Linked DNA regions of Rattus norvegicus: region 1 is linked to region 2. A link is a contact called in public Hi-C data. All regions are on one chromosome and are shown on one strand. Each heading gives the region's core, a stretch centred on a gene start, on an enhancer-like site or on the middle of the called end of the contact. The rest is flanking DNA. Distances are from core to core; before and after follow the strand shown. Region 1 overlaps Prdm10 (PR/SET domain 10). Region 2 holds the start of Aplp2 (amyloid beta precursor like protein 2).

Evidence for each region. A called contact is a pair of places that touch in the nucleus more often than the background predicts.
Region 1: a Hi-C map of liver shows a contact between it and region 2, with 2.2 times the contacts expected there. The contact joins the enhancer-like site here to the promoter of Aplp2 in region 2. A contact is called at or near these places in 2 of 12 Hi-C or Micro-C datasets (kidney and liver).

Annotation. Positions count from the first base shown.
Region 1 is chr8:38,000,404-38,003,103 of GRCr8, reverse strand. The region is part of intron 1 of Prdm10 (PR/SET domain 10); the gene reads right to left. Among named protein-coding and RNA genes, the nearest start is that of Rpl32l1, 9.4 kb to the right of the region's middle. Within about 2 kb of position 1,448, at least 5 of the 93 cell types and tissues checked have an H3K27ac peak or open chromatin away from gene starts, as enhancers often do. A contact at or near this core is called in liver, where this site is marked.
Region 2 is chr8:37,918,577-37,921,296 of GRCr8, reverse strand. It overlaps Aplp2 (amyloid beta precursor like protein 2), which reads left to right and starts at 1,266. Exons shown (of 18, transcript NM_012906.1): 1 at 1,266-1,470. The coding sequence starts at 1,366.

The DNA.
Region 1 (2,700 bases), core at 199-2,698, 82 kb before region 2:
CTTTTTGGGGGTGGAAATGTTTTCAAGACAGGGTTTCTCTAGGTAACCCTGGCTGTCCTGGAACTCACTCCGTAGACCAGACTGGCCTCGAACTCACAGAGCTCTGCCTGCCTCTGCCTCCCAAGTACTGGGACTAACAGTGTGTGCCACCACCCAGCTTCATTTTTACCCCCCCCCCTTTTTTTTAAAGATTTATTCATTTATTATATATAAGTACACTGTAGCTGTCTTCAGACACACCAGAAGAGGGCATCAGATCTCTTTACAGATGGTTGTGAGCCACCATGTGGTTGCTGGGAATTGAACTCATGACCTCTGGAAGAGCAGTCGGGGCTCTTAACCACTGAGCCATCTCTCCAGCCCCCTTTCCCCTTTTTTAAAAAATTTAAAAATCTGTGTGCATGGATTATTTGTGGTGCAGAAAAACTATCCACACATTCAAACATAAGGAATGTGTGAGGAGCTGGGCAGCTTACTCAAGGGATTGACAAGGGAGCAGCTCTAGAACCCAGGAGTTTATGGCCACCTTCAATAGTGTAGGGAGGTCCTGCTGGTTAAAAACTGTGCAAAATAAAGTCAGGCACAGTGGTACATGCCTGGGGTCCTAGCACCTGGGAGGCATCTGATCTTAAAAATTTTCAAAATAAAGATAACTTAGACAAAACACTGCTCATACACATGTTCATTGTGCATGTGTGTACAGGTTTTTGTACGGGGAGGGAAGATGTTTGTATGTGTTGGTGGGGGTGTTTGTGGGGCTTGTTGGGGGACAGCAATCAAAGTTGGGTATTTTCCTCATTGTTCCCATTTGAAACAGGGTCCCTCACTGAACCTACAATTCATCTAGTCAGCCTGGAGACTTCTGTCAGCCACACAGCAGTGCAGGTATTGCAGGCACGTACCACAGCGCCTGCTGTTCTGGGGGTACTAGGGATCAGGACCAGGCTCCCACGTTTATGCAACAAGCACCTACTGCCTGGGCCCTCTCCCCGAGCCCACTCCACTTGGATTTATTTTTAGCAGGAATGGGCCTGGACCCAGGGTCTGGTGCCAGTGTTCCCAGTGAGCTGTATCCTAGCTCCACAGTGACTATTACATAATTTCTGTATAGCTTAGGCACTTTCTGGACCTTTTCCTTTTCTGTCTGTTTACATTTTGGAAACAAGTCTCACCATGGAGTGCAGGCTGCCTTTGAACTCACTATCCTCCTACTTCCACCTCCTCAGTGCTAGTATCATAGGCGTGCGACACCATGCCCAGATTTGAATTCTTTTTAGTGGTGGTCAGTCTGTGGTTTGTTTGTTTCTTGTGGGTTTTGTTTGTTCTATGACAAAGTCCCATCGAGATCCCAAGCTGACTGAAAACTGAGTGTGTAGCAGAGAATGGCCCTGACGTCTGATCCTCTTGCCCCTAGTACCTAAGTGCTGGGACAGCTTAGGAAGGACTAGAAGACAGCAGATCTTTGTTTCTACACAACTGATGCACACTGCACTGTAAACAGTCCTGCGGTAGGCAAAACACTGCAGTAAACAGACATTTTTATTGGATTAAATATCAAAGTCCAACATCGCACAGCCCTTTTGTAAACCCCAGCCAGTTCCATGCCCTACCCATTGGGCCACCCTCCCAATTTCTAGGCTCTCACTTCAAAAAAGGAGCATTTCTTTCCTTCTTTTTGCTCAAATTTCCTCCTGTCTCAGCTCCCAGCTGACTAACTTATCTCACATGTAATTTGGGAAAGAGATGCTTTGGGGAGACCCTCCCTCTGCTTCCCCACACTTAGTCCCTGCTCACACTCATTAAGCCTTCCAACTACAATGCAGGCAACATTGCGGGTCAGACCAAAAACTGTCACCTACCCAGGTGGCTCCAGAATCAGACCTTCCTGGGCCCTGAAGACCTCTTCTTTGTTTCTCCTACACTATCAGTTTCTTTTCCTGTAGGTACGTTCATATCAGCAAATATGCACTAGAATCTATTTTCATCGAAAAATGAAAGCCAGGCTTTGTGGTACATGCCTCTACTCCCAACATTCAGTAGGGTAGACAGACAGATGACAGACAGACAGACAAACAGGTGCATGGCTACACAGGGAATTTGGGAGTGAGAGCTGGGTTTTAGGTCAGTAATAGAGCACGTGCCCAGCATGCATGAGGCTCTTGGTCTGATCTGATCCTAAGTACTAGAAAAACAAGATTGAAGATGTCTAGACTTACATTGTATTCTGATAAAATGTTTTCGACAAACAGTTTCCCTTGCAGCTAGCTTCCTACCTGTGCATCTGTCCACTCTTTCTCTCATATATTGAAACCTCTGAGAAGCTACTTATAGTTCATTTCCATTGCCTCATTTAAGAACATACATTTAAAAAAAGGGGGGGGGGGGTTGGGGATTTAGCTCAGTGGTAGAACATTTGCCTAGCAAGCGCAAGGCCCTGGGTTCGGTCCCCAGCTTCCAAAAAAAAAAAAAAAAAAAAAAAAAGTCTCATATATCCCAGACTTGCTTGGAACTCACTATGTAGCCAAGGATGACCCTGAGCTCCTGATCCCATTCCTCTGTTTCTCAAGTGCTAAGATCCTAGGCATGTGCCACAAGTGGTTTATGCTGTCCTAGATGTAAGGCAAACACTTTTCCAACCTAGAATACAAACCCAGGCAAAAATACACCTGTCAAATGCATGTGCCAAAGGCAAGCCTACAC
Region 2 (2,720 bases), core at 17-2,516:
TGGGATGACATCTGCATAAGGTGTTTCCTGTAGGTGGATAATGGAGGACTATGGGAATGGAGCAGGAGCAGGAAGGGCTGTGCAATGGAAAAGTGCCTGACTTCTTTGGAGAATGAGGCAGAGCCAGTTTGACCACAGCGGGGCTGTTCACGTTGGCGTATAGTTGCAGAATGCATCTGTAAAATATAGGGTTCTTACTGTCCCACTCTGCCCACTATTGACACTGTCTCTCCCTCTCCACTACGAGTTTCCTACGGAGAGGAACTTAGTTCTCGATTTGGTTGAAGCTAAAGAAATGAGTCCAGGTCTCCACAGAGGGTGGTACATAAATCACCCGCTACGGAAAGGAAACAAAGCCTGCAGAGCCCTCGTGATGGGGAGGACAAGGTGCCAGTTGTGAACTGGGGCAGCAGGCCGCTTTCCCAGGAACCAAGATGCTGAGAAGCATGAAAAGAGAGAAAGCGTGTCTTTTGCTTTAGAGATCTTAAACTGAAGAAAAATGATGCCAGCATCCTGTCCTGACACACATGAGAAGGGGGTTGGTGGTGGTGGGGGGTGCTTGTGTTTCCGTGGCCTGGCGCCACTGGCCTCCGCGGAAGGCCTGTCGGTGCCGCAGGGGTTGCGACGAGGAGGAGGGGCTGAAAAAGGACCTAAGGAGCAGAGGTCAACGGTGTGCAGACACTGCGGGGTTCAGGGGCGAAACAAGGGCGCAGCGGTCTGGGGAAGAGCGCGCCCCGTGCAGCGCTGGGGAGAACAGAATGCGGTCGTTCATTCTCCCGGGCGACGGTCCTCTGCAAACCGTCCAGGACTCCCAACAATTCATCCTGTTTTTAATTAAAACATTTTCTAGAAGCTCCAAAGAGGGCGGTACCCAAAGGAATAGGAAAAATATCCCGCAGGGTCGGGGGAGTGGGGCGCGCCCGAATCCCGAATCTGAAGGTGGATGATGTAGAGTCACCCCAATAGATAACCACGCAGGAGACTCCCGCCTTCGGAACAGCGGCCCACAGTCTGCCCGCGAATACTCGTGAGTCCCCAGCCTCGAGTCCGGAGCGGGGGCGGGGCTGGCCGAGGCTTGGGGCGGGGCCATGCGGGGGCACGCGCTGGGCGGGGAGGGGAGACGCTGCATCCATGCTCTGATTGGGCCTTGGTTAAACAAGGGGCGGCATCTTAGCTAGTTATGCCTGCTCGTATTGGATCCTGTTGAAGAAGGGCGTGGTTTTGTGAAGTCAGTTCCGGTCGGTGTAAAACCCCCGGGGCGGCGGCGAACGGGCTTCAGACGCTTTTGGGTCGCGTTAGGGAGACGCTCTGGTCCGGTTGTGCGTGAGAGGAGGAGAGCCCAGCGCCACAGCGACCCGGAGAGGGATGGCGGCCACCGGGACCGCGGCCGCTGCGGCCACCGGCAAGCTTCTTGTCCTGCTGCTGCTCGGGCTCACGGCACCCGCAGCGGCTCTGGCTGGCTATATCGAGGTGAGAACCAGGCGAACGCCGGAGCGGCGTCTCCTCCGGTAGCCCGGGAGCGCGGCCTGTGGGCGGGCGTGGGACTGTGGTCGGGGGCGCGGCGCGAGGTTCGGCGCAGCGGCAGGTTGCCTCTCCCCCACCCCGCCCGCGCGCCTCAGCTTTGCGCAGAGCTTAGCGCTGAGGTCGGGCTGCCTCTGTCGCCGCAGAGGCCAAATGAAAGGCGTCGGGGCTGCGGGGCCGCGGGGCCGCCCCAGCCCCCTACCCGCCGGCGGCGCCGCCGCATCCTCGGGGACACCGCACCGCGCGCCCTCCCTCTCCCGAGGCCCTGCGCGCCACGGCCGTGCGCCCTGCGGTCCCGCGGCGCTCTAAGTGGGCCGGCCCGCACAGGGTCCCTGGTGCCTGCAGCGGTCGGGGGGCCTGGGCTTCGGGTTCACCTGACGGTCGGCGCGCAGCCGTCGTTGACCAGGTGGACTTGGCAGCGGGGATGCAGCTCCAGCCCTGGCGAGTGGCCGAGATGCCGAGAGAGCCGGGAGAGGAGGCGCCGCCAGGGCAGCGGGGCGCTCTGCGCCCTTCCCTGCCTCCCAGCCGTTTGCACAAGTCTGGCAAACTAGGGAGCCCGGCTTTCCTGCTCCCAGGGGACGTTGAGCCTTTAGGGAAGCTATCCACCATTACATTTGGAAAACCTTTCAGGGGTAATTTACTTGGGTCGGGATCACAGTGGTTGCTCTGCACCAGAGGTCACCCCCGTTAACCTGGAGAAGTCGTCTAGGGTCCCTGGTGGTTGGCGGGAGTTCAGGCCACTGGAATAGGCAGGATGTCGGGTGTGGAACCGGTATTGCGGCATACTCTGCACCTAGCCTCCCCGCAAGAACCCTCTGTTGCCTAGGGAGACGTGGGACTTTATTTTTACTTACTTTTCTCGAAATAGTGCTTGAACTGTAGGACTGGGATGTGTGTTTCTGGTGTAGTTTATTTCTTCTTGTGCCTGCTCGTTGTATTAAAAAAAGAAAAAAAGCACCGTAGCTTTCTGTATGTTGAGCTTGTGTCAGAGATTGCATTATTAAATAGGCATTACCTGAGATTGTTCTCATAAAAAACCCGACTCAGAATGAATTCATTTCTACAGAATGTGTAAATGTTTCTTCTGGTAAAAAGATCTAATGAGAAAAAAAAATCCTCTGGATGGAACAGCTCAAAACAATCTTTGTATTTGTCTTGCTTAAAACTTTTTGACTGATGTGGGAAAAAAGATAAGTCCT